Regions from separate parts of the Dromaius novaehollandiae genome. Here region 2 is linked to region 1. Evidence: chromatin contacts called from public Hi-C data. All regions are on one chromosome and are shown on one strand. Each heading gives the region's core, a stretch centred on a gene start, on an enhancer-like site or on the middle of the called end of the contact. The rest is flanking DNA. Distances are from core to core; before and after follow the strand shown. Region 1 holds the start of CMIP (c-Maf inducing protein). Region 2 has its middle 7.8 kb from the start of PLCG2.

What was found. Hi-C and Micro-C count contacts between places; a contact is called where the count stands out from the background.
Region 2: a contact with region 1 is called in a Hi-C map of liver, with 8 times the contacts expected there. The contact joins the enhancer-like site here to the promoter of CMIP in region 1. A contact is called at or near these places in 3 of 4 Hi-C or Micro-C datasets (brain, liver and ovary).

The regions. Positions count from the first base shown.
Region 1 is chr13:19,885,765-19,891,313 of bDroNov1.hap1, reverse strand. CMIP (c-Maf inducing protein) reads right to left here and starts at 2,581. Exons shown (of 21, transcript XM_026092579.2): 1 at 1,515-2,581. The coding sequence starts at 1,811.
Region 2 is chr13:20,045,231-20,050,779 of bDroNov1.hap1, reverse strand. No RefSeq gene overlaps it. Among named protein-coding and RNA genes, the nearest start is that of PLCG2, 7.8 kb to the left of the region's middle. Within about 2 kb of position 3,314, at least 1 of the 2 cell types and tissues checked has open chromatin away from gene starts, as enhancers often do.

The sequences.
Region 1 (5,549 bases), core at 1,332-3,831:
ATTTCCACTGATACTCAACTTCCCCTTTGCACTGATGGTATCTTAACAGAACCAAGAACTGCAAAAACTACTTGTGCTCATGTCTTTTCAGGTACTCTCCAGCAACACTCCATTGACTCGTCCTCCTCCCTTTTTACAGCAGTTCCTTCAAAGAAGAAAGAAAAATATTCCCCTGGAAACATCCTCAACAGTACAGTGGAAACAGGAGGTGAAGGTCTCACTGTGACAGTTTTGCAGGCACAAAAGAAGAACTCTGTGAGAACAGGCAGCTGGCCTACCTGAAGGTTAAAGCAGCTCGCATTGAAAACCTGCTTTGAATAGGCTGTAGCAGAGTATGATGCAGAAAAGACACTTACACATATTATGTGTCTCTATATCAAAGTGTAAAACAAACAAACGAAAAAAAAACAGCCTCCGAGCACATCACAGCCTGGCTGAAACCCATTTAAATCCACCATTAATTGAAACCTACATAAAAGCCAATTCGCCCTCTCATGTCATGAGCGTCCTATAGGAAGGCCAGAATGAAACCATTCACAAAAATGAGATATTTACATATAAATCAAAAACGAGCGTAACTGAACTGTGTGGTTATAAATTGGTGTAAAACATGTTTTGTGAGCTGTGTTAATTGCTACCAGACTAAATCTGGGTGTCGTCACATCTCATACTATAAACGTTCCAGTAATATTGCCCACTGAAATTTTAAGTATACATGTAAATATAAATCACATTTTTAAAGACTGCATCTGCCTTTGTACATTTCTTGTAATGTTGATATTACCACCTTACGTTTTTCTCTTGCATTATTTTCCATTAGAAGGAAAAACCCTACAGGAATCTCCATATTTTAAGATCACATTGTCAGTGTCTGGGCAGGATATGCGACCGCCAAATCAGAACCCAAAACAAGGCCTGAACCACAGCACGGTAGTTGCCGTGCAAAACCCAAGCATTTGCTTTCAAATTAAAAGCATCCTCTACCTTCCCCACCTCCAACTTCGCCAATATGTCAGTGCACATATCGCAGACTTCGGTTTCAGAAAGGAACTGCTCAAGCTTAATTTCATGTCAGTCTTGTGTTGCCAGCAGGGAAAGAGGTGGAAAAAAGCAATAAAAAATCATTTGCTCAAAAAAAAAAAAAAAAAAGAAAAAGGCTGTAATTACAAAATCAACCATCGCTAGGATTATAAAGATGAAAAAACAAACCCACACGGCATTTCAGGATTCACCCAAACGCAGCCCCCCCACCCGCACATCCCCCTCCCCACACACACCTCAGGGGGAGGGACACGCTTGGGGAGCGCTCACGAGCGGCAGCCCGGCACAAATTGCCACAGAGAGCCCGCATTTCCCTCCGAGTTGTCCTCCCGCACACGCGGCCGCCCCGCGCCGGCCGCCGCTGCCCCTCAGCGCCAACGGCCGCGCGCGGCACAACCAACGGCCGCCGGCGGCCCCTCAGCGCCAACGGCCGCGGCGGCCGGGCCCCCACCGTCGCCGGGCCCGGTGCTTACCGTGGCCGAGGCGACGCTGTTGTCCGCCAGGGTCAAGTGGTGCGGCTCCCACCGCCGCAGGAACTTGGAGGTGAGGATCTTGCTGAGAAATGTCCGGGGGTGCCGGATGACGCACACCTGGATGTCCCCCTCCTGCAGCAGCTTGTACCTCATGCCGTTGCAGTGGAGCAGCGCTCGCCGGCACGGAGCAGCACCCATTTTATTCCCCTCCGTCGCAGACATTTCACCCAGCAATGGCTTGCTCTCCTCTATCTGTCTGTGATCGCTGCCCCCACCAGAGCTGCCGTTAAAATCCATAGCAGCCTGCGGGTCTGTATCTTGCTTAGCGCTAGCCGCCTCGAAGAGGAAGGTTTCTATAGGTAGGAGAGCTAGCTAGATAGATAGGTATTTTAAAAAAAATAAAATCCAACCCCACACAGCAGATTAAAAAACGCTGAAGGAAAAAAAACTGTCAAGGAAGATGGGGGAAGGGATTCAGCCACAAGGGGAAAAAAAAGAAAAAATAAAAGAAAAAAGGGGAGGGGGGAAAGGGAAGCGATAAAAAAGATCCTTATTCAAACTTCAAAATCTGCCCTCCGGCGGGCGCCCCGCTCCGCTCTGCCCGGCTCCTCCGGCGGCTCTCAGAGCGCCACATCCATGCTGCCGGGCGGCTGCCCGCGGAGCGGAGCGGAGGGTGGGCTGGCGGCGGGGGCAGCAGACAAAAGCCGGCGGCGGGGGCTCCTGGCGGCGGCGGCGGGGGCTGCGGGGCGTCCGGCCGCGGCTCCTTCCTTCCCCCCGGGGCGTGTGCGCGAGTGCGTGCGGCGGCGGGCGCGTGTGTGCATGTATGTGGGTGCGTGTGTGCGCCGCTGTGTGCCTGCGTGGGGACGGGGGCGCGCGTGGGGTGTGTGTGTGTCCGTGTGTGTGTGTGTGTGTGTGTGTGTGTGCGCGCGCGCGTATGTGTGTGTGTGTGTGAGTGCGTGTGTGAGTGTGTGTCCGTGCGCGCCGCTGCCGCGGGAGGAGGAGGAGGAGGAGGAGGAGGCGCGCGGAGAGAGCGCTGCCGAGAGACTCTCGCCGGCGCGGCTCCGGCCTCACGCGATTGGCTCCGGCGGGGTCACGTGCCGCCCTCCCTGACGTCAATGGCCGCGGAGCCGCCGAGGGCAGCGGCGGCGGCGTGAGGTGCGCGGGAAGCGCCGCGGCCCCCGGCCGTTGGGCGGCTCAGCCTGCCCCTCCCCCCCCGCCCGTCTCCTCACGGCTGCGGTGTCGTCGCGCGGTGGTCGTCGCCGTCCCGGGGAGGGAGGCTGAGGCCGAGGCCGGCGGGGCCGCGGGGGGCTGGGGGCAGCGCGGCCCCCGGCGCGCAGGAGGCCGGGGGGAGCCGCCCGGAGGTGTGCGCGCACCTGCGCACCCGCGCAGGCCGCCCGCTCCCTGCCTGCCTCGGTGCGCGCCGTGAGGGGAGCCGCCGCGCGGCGCGGGCTGGGGGGTCTCTTGGAGAACGGGCGGGGGGAAAGGCGATTTTTGGCTCGGTGAATCTCCCTTTGGCGTGGCCCCCGCGGCGGGAAGTGGCCGCCTCGCCCTGGCGGCTGCGGGAGGCGGGCAGCCCCGAGCTGACGGCGCCTCACGGGCTGAGTTTTGAGCATCTTCGGTGTGCGGTGGCTCTTGTGCAACCATTGCTGAGAACAGCAATAAAGCTCCCAACCCGCCACTCGCTGCAGCCCCGGTGGTGTTCCCCTCCCTCCGGCTTTGGGAAAGTACGGGGAGCTGAAACGCTGCCCTGGAGCACCCGTCGGTGCGAGGGTCCCGGACGAGCGGGGGCACCTAGGCAGTACTGCAAGGAGCAGGGGGTTGAATATCCTCCAGTAATCCAAGAGGCAGAACAGTTATTTAAGAAAAACAACAAAAAAAGCTCCCTTTAAGACCTTTAAACTGTTTAACAGCTCTGTAATGCTGTGTGCAATATGGATGCCATACAGAGAGAGATGATAAAATTTATCCACATTTTTTCTTTTTTTTTCCCTCCCTCAGCTGGCAAAGGTAGTAATGGAACTCAGATCTCATTTCCAATTTCCTGATTTGAACAAGCAGGTTAGGACCAAAAAAAAAAAACTACATTGTATAGAATACATGTAGGTGCCATTAAACTGTGGAACTCATTACACTGGCTATTGCTGAGGTCAAGAATTTAGAAGGGATTTACAGGGCTGTTTTACCTGCTGCTAGCAAAATGTTTAGAGAAAGTATAAAACCTCATATTTCAAAGTTTAAACCCAGCTCTAATTTAGGGAGACTGGGAAAGAGATGGTACCCATGACAAGCAGATTATTTCCCAGACTATATCTGCAGCTGAGTCTCTAGCAGCTTCTTTTAGTACAATAGTTCTCAAATGAGAGATCATGATGCTGAGAGAGGTGCCAGCAGTTATGACTGGAGTCATGAGCCTGCCCTACAGAAAATGCTTTCATCTGATATTCATGGTAGTATTTAGAGTCACACGAATTATCTGTTTGAGAGGTGAACTGTCACTGGAAGGGTCTGGGAGTTTTTGTCACAAAACCTTTTGTACTGAGTGCTCGCAAAGAGAATACGTGACTAGATGGACCACAATCCCTGTGACGATGTCCATCACGTGTTAGGTTACAAAGCAGTTGTGCTGAAATAGGCATGCATTTGACAAGAGAATTGCTATTTAAACACTTTCAGGAAGATTTTAGTAACACATCAATTACTTATCAAATTCTATGAATACTTTTGTTGGATGTTAGCATCAAAATTATTTATAAAAACCTAGGAAGTCTGCAGAGTACTCTCAAGTGCCAGTTTATAGTATGATGCACTGAATTACGCAATTTGGCTAAGGTTAGAAGAAATATACTCATTTAATGACATAAATGATACAACCAATGGTAAGAAAAAATTCTTTTGTATAAAGCTCTTTTCAGACTGACGCTATCTCATAGCACTGGTAATTACTTACCTTCTGGTCTTAAGCAAACTGACTGGCCATTATGCACTAACCATCACAAGCAGTTCCCACAAAGCTTTGTATACCATACTACTGCTAGAGATGAATGATACACACATTACACTGAAATAAAATCAGATCTACTCATACCTGTAAATAACGGTGAACCTGCAGTTAAAAAAGAAAAAAACTTTTAAACTAAATTTTAAAAGGACACCTTTATTTTGATGTAAGCTTTTTACTGCAGGAGCTGGCAGTTTCTGAGAGTTCCTAGGATGCCTGGTACAAGGAAGACCTGTTCTTGTTTGACCCGAGGCACTGTTCTGGTACAAATAGTGACAATAGCAGGAGTATTCGCACACACATGACCTGTACCAACACTTCAGTAAGTGTGAACTGCAACCAATGTAATTATTTTGGTGAAAGTCTGTGTAAACTAGCCACCTGTTCAAACCACTGCTTTAAATCTACTGTAATTGTCATCTCTGACAGCTGTTTGCTAATGGGGAGACTATATATAAAAAGTCTGGTGATTTCAAGTGAATTTCCTGGCAAATTAGCACAGATGTTTTGAATGCACATTCCGCAGGAGGTAACAAAAAAGCAAAGCTGTATATGGTATATAGCCATCAACATACAAGCGTTACCTGAGAGGATCCATACCTCTGGAAATTCACAGTCTGGAAGTGTTGAAATCCAGCAAGATATTACAAAAGCACAGCACACCAGGCAGTGCCACTGCTAGCAACCCTTGTCAAGGACAGAGGTCCAAACCCTCAGAGGTACTGAGCGTTTGCAGCTCTCACTGAATTTACTCTCTCAGGGCTGCAGGTGTTCTCTCTGAAGTAAACTCAGCACATAAAGATATGATCAAGGTAGGAAATTTCACATTGCCTGCCAGAATGGGGCAACCAAAAACCCTGTCTAGACAAGTGAAATTGAAACACTCTGTTTGCTGCACAACCTGCTGAAATGCATTTTACCTTCCAGGGTGCAGCAAATGGGTGCTATGTGACCCAAGGCTGAACACAGTAAAACTAGTACCCCTTCTCATATCCCATATAAATTACACCAAGCAGAAGGTGGATGAATTGCCTTTC
Region 2 (5,549 bases), core at 2,065-4,564, 160 kb before region 1:
GTTAAAATGATATGAGTTTAGATTTTTGAGTGGAGGAGAGGAACGTAAGCCAAGAAATCACTGAAAAATGTCAGGGCACTGAGCAAATATTTTGCAAGCGCTTCCTGAGACGGTCAACACACAGATAAATATCATCCTGATGACACCTCAGTACGCTGGGGGACAAAGTTCTTTGTTCATCTGTGTTGGCAGCGCAGGTTTGCTTCGCCTTGTGCCACCTTCACCAGCTTCAGTGCACAGCCTTTAACTTCTGCAGAAGCACCCGGCGGAGGGGGCATCGCAGCAGGGCGAGGAGCAGAGCCCTCCCGCAGGCTCTGCGCAGGCAAGGCCCGGGGTGGAGTGTCACAGCCTCCACCACGTCAGGCAGCCCCGCTTGAGACACGACAACCATAACTGCTCCAGTATGTGCCCGGCTAGAACTGGCACCCTATGGGGTCTGAGCTGGAGCAAATGTCTCTTCCAAAAGATAACTCAGCAGCTTTGAATGAGCTCCTTCCTGCTGTGATTTCAAGCCGATGACCCAGGAACACCAGTGAGCAACTTTGTTATCCAGAGCCACACAGTTCTCCCCTGCAAGGAGGATAAATTAGCACCTGTGCTATTTGCTCAGACACTTGTTTTGTTATACCTGTCAGGATCCATACCCCTTCTTTTAGTGCCTTCTGTGTCATTCTCCCTTTTAATCATAGACTAATAATGGCTCTATGAGCCCAAACATACTAGATTTTCATATAATCAAGATTTGTTATTAAGGTTATGTATTTCTGCAAGTAATGAAGAAGGCATAGCACTTCAGTTCACAGGAGGAGTTTGAAGGAGAGAGGGAGACTTAACTGCTTTTCTTCTTGCCGGTGGGGATTGCAGGATCGAGAGAAAGCAACACAAACTCCATTGGCAAATGGCTTGCTTTCCATAATCTGCAGCAGATACTGATTATCATGATTGCACATGGACACTGGAAACAGGACACTGAAATACAGGCAGGATCCCCATCCTGAGAACAACCTTTCCTCTGCATCTGATCTTTATCTTTGCCATGTAAATCATCTCATTTTTCCTCTGCTGCTTCTTCTGTGATACCATGATGCCACTCACTGCCTTCATCCAGTATTAGCAGACTTTCTGCTCAGGATTCCTTCAGTGGAAGCATTGCTACCTCAGCAGAATCACACAAGTTTCTGGCTTGACTCCTAAGAGCCTTTCTTTGTACTGCACACCCACTTCATCTTTTTGACTACTCTCTTTCAAAAGGGAAATAGAATTTAGCGGCTAAAAATAACAGCGTCAGCAAAGTCACCTCCTGGCACACAGTATTTGCACCCTGACAGTCTCCAGTGCAATGTTTTCTCCAGCCCTCTGACAGCTATAAAACCTTACAATACCAAAACAAAAGATTTCTTTCTTTCTGTACCACAGCCCTTCATTCACTCGTATAGATGAAACTTGACAACAGGATCAAACACAGTCTTCCCAAGGAATTCCCAAGCCCTTTTCTAATTACATCCGTTCTTCCCAAGGGTTGAATTCCTCCACCTGACTCTCTTTGGAGTAGAAACTAGAAACAGCCTGGCAGGTGTAATGAGGCTCTCCACAGCTGAAAGAATTCCTCCTTAGGAGACCTTAACAGAAGTGTCTGGGGTTATATTTTTATTAAGCAAGCACCTTTAGGTGTGGAAGCCTACCCATCCTCTTCTGGAGCTAGTTTAGGATCACAGGCCTGCTTGCATCTTAACACAGCTGTCTACTAACTCAGTTTAAAATGAGATCTTTAGGACCTTGGAAAAGCTAGTTACTCAAAGCATCCTCAAGAGTCACAGAAGTGTCACTGTGCAAAACAACTCAGTTTGAACTGGAAAAACTCAAGAAAACAGTGATCTTCCCTTCTCCCTTACTATGAGCAGGTCTGTGTTGCCTTTCACTTGTGCTGACACAGCATCTGCACAGACACGCAGTGAGCCAACGCAGGAATTAATCCAGATTAACACCAAACATTTTTTGCTTGTCTGGAATCATGGAAAGAGGGCTGACTTTCTTCTGCCTTGTACTTTATGCAATTATGCAATTACAGTAGTTTTTAGCTCTCAAAATCTTGATTTTCTCAGTTTCTCATAGTGATTTCCAGTTCTTACCCTTCAAGTCATCTATGCGTGCCACTTACTGCTTGATAATATCTTTCTAGATAGTTTACGACAGTGCTGGATTAAAGATCAAGTTAGCTCAGTTGTTTTAGTCTGTCAGCTTGACTGTCTCCCAGAGATGGGAGAGTTTAGCAGCTTATCTTTTCAAATCTGCTTTTGCACATGTGACCTATATTTGAATGTGGCAGCTAACCCATGATGCGGTGGGTTTAGTGCTTTGCATACTAGCCATTACGTTACTAGCCATTTTATAACAAACTTTTTCTGGTGTCTATAATTGCTACAGCATGCCCACACTTGTACACCACGCTGCAAATATTATCATGGGATTTAGCAGCGGGCAGGTGAATGGCAAGGAAAATCTTGTACTAAAATTAAGCTAAAGCAATAAAAGCAAAGGATTACTGAGTTACAGCTAGAAATGGATGAAGTGTACTGAGAGATGTTTGCATGTACTTTACTACCTTCAGAGAACCGGAGCTTCTCCCAGTTGAGAAGCAGGCTGAATTCTGATCTATAATTCTGATCTATAATTTGATACTTTTATAAAATACAATGTTTACTGGCAACAGCAGGAAGAAGAACCTAACGCAAACAAATTTTTCACTATTACCATTAGGCTTGAATACTCTTTTTTTTTAATATCCATCCAAAGCAGAGCTGGAGGCTGTGTTTTGCTTGCAGGATGAGTAATATTTTTCCAGGTAATGGGCTCTTGGGAGGCCTAACTGATTAGCATTTTGATAACCTTAGATGGAGGGCATTACTGAAGAGCAAAATGGTGTTATAAAAAGAAATACTTACCAAAGAGGAGAACAGGACCCAGTGCATGGGAAAGCACAGCTTGATAAGTTGGTTTATTAAGTATAATTTTAAGACCTTTCCCGCAGAGTTTGTTGAAAGGTCAGATTTTTTACTGCACGTGGCTTTGAACGTGCAGAAGTTCAGCGGTGATCAATTTGCAGTATTACTACTGTGCAAAGCTTACCTTTGAGGGATCCATCTGCACTTGCCAAGCTGCCTGTAAACCTGTATTAAAAGTCACAAATGAAAGAAAGACGTCATATTCAAAGCATGCCTTTGAATTTCTCCAAAAAGGCCCATTTTACTACTTGTGCCACGGGAGGGCAGCAGAGCCTGCGAGTCGGGGAGCAGTTCGCCCTGTGCAGCTCCAGCGAGGAGGCTCCCCGGCCCCGCGGACGCAGGCCCTGCAGCCGGTGCCGAGCTGCCTTCTCCCGCCTTGGCTGCAGGCTGGGCAGCAACAGCTTTCCAGTCCTTGCTTGAGCCATCGATGCATTTTATGGGAGGAAAAAAAAAATGGGAGCCCCCAACATACCCAGGGTGGCGGGGCCATGCTCTGGCATGAAGCAGGGTGCTCACCGCTACAGAAGCGGCAAACCACGGCATGGCCTTGGCGTCCCTGGCTGCCGGAGAAACCGGCAACGGGATGGCCACAGTCTGCGCTAAATACCCCGCAGGGCTGTGGGAGCTGTGAGGAAGCAGAGCCTGTGTCCAGAGAACGAGATGGCTAAATATTCTGAACTGAGGCCACAATGTTTTAAATTTTCGGTTAAGTTCTGATGGAAACAGCAAGAAGCAAACACACCATCAGGCTCTTCCTCAACCCAGAAATTTCAGGTTCCTGATCCAAAATGTGCTACTGCTAAAGCAGCTGAAAATGAAAATAATGTTTGAAAGCCTGTTTTAGCACAGATGCACATTTATTTCCTTCTTATCTTGTTTCCTGAAGTATTTTAGTGGAAAGTTGCTCTAAAGCAGACATTGGGCCTGAAAATTTGCAGCCTCCTAATTATTTGTAAATAATTTCTGATAAACACATGAAAATATGGTATGATACTGGGAGGCACTGGATAGCCTTTACCGTGGGAAACTCTACCCACCTCACCTATAAGGGACACAGGGGAAATGATTTAGTGCGTCCAAAGGCTGCATGAGGTTTCTGGGCCTCGTACAGAAAAAGTGCAACACTCAGGTTTCAGCTGCACCTGAACACCGATTTTCTGTCTCTGTCTCTGTCATGTAAAGGGAGAAGAGAATCAGTTGAGAGTCTGTTTAATTTGGTGACACTCAGCAATTATTTTGCAAAGAAGGAAACAGTGTCATTCATCATCCCGTTAAGCCCATGAGGCTAAACCACAGCTGTAATTCTTCCCTTGCACATCTGTGTTGCTGCCATGAGGTGGAGCACTGGACCAGATGCCGACCGCTATCAAATGACTACCAAGAGCTTTTTAGCTTTCTTCCACTTTAGCCAGTTTGATCCGAAGCTTTAGTCCAAGGTCAGCTGATTGCTGAAAAGCAGTGATAAATCAAGCAGAAAGCGCTGATTATAATACTGCACATTATTGATTGTGTACCATGGGTGATACTCAGGAAAGGGTTATCTGTTTCCACCAGTCACTAGGTAACAGGGTCGCCTCAAGATGCAGTCAGCCAGCGAGAACAGATCCGGTGAGATAATGTTTTGATTTTCTGTTTCAGTGGCTGTGTTGTGTCGTCCTGATGCTCCTTGGAAAGACAAGTTTTTTCTGCGACTTAAAGAAGGCTCTGCTGGACTGTACAAGTCTAGACAGGTAATTGCAACACGAAGAGCTGGCTACAGGTACTTTTCCCTAAGCTGCCACTCAACCCTGTAATCATATTTTTCCCTATGCAATGAATTTTTCAGCTTTTCCTGTAAGATTTCAGTGGGCTTCCTTTTAGCTCTCTGCCCAGGCTTCCTTGCCAAACTACATCCCCAATGTACCCCCGTGTTTGGCTGGCTGCTGGGGGATATTGCGTTGCTTCACCAGAGGAAGATGACAAGTGCATCGGGAAGCCAAGCCTATTTGAGAAAATGATGGGGCAAAGCATCAGAACAAAAGTCCCCTGGGTATGATAGCAGCACAAGCAAAGACGGGTGGATATTTTAGGCTGCTCAAAATCAAGCACTGTGCTTCGGTTTCCAAACTTCTGTTTGGACCATTCGACCTTGCAATGGATTTGCTTTTCCTGTTATAAGTTTCTCAAAGGAAAACTGGAAAACTGCAAGATTTTAATTTTCCAGGAACAACATTTTCCTTTTAAAAATGGACACCTTGGGAAAATTCCCAAGAAGTTCTGAACAATAAGGCCATAAAACTGACAAGTAAACCTGTGATTATATGCCCTTCAGTGCCTGTGGTGTATCAAAGCTATAAATCCCATCTGTTACATGCATGGATGGCTATTGAACATCCTGATAAGAGAGGTGTGATTTGTCTGTAAATATATCATACAATAATGTTTTTTAATATTTGGTGTAATAAAGCCTCCTCCTGCAAATATTGTCATTGGTTCCCTCACTGATATGTGACTTTCTGTTGGCAAATCTTTCACAGTAAGGTTATAATAACATCACTCTTTGGCATC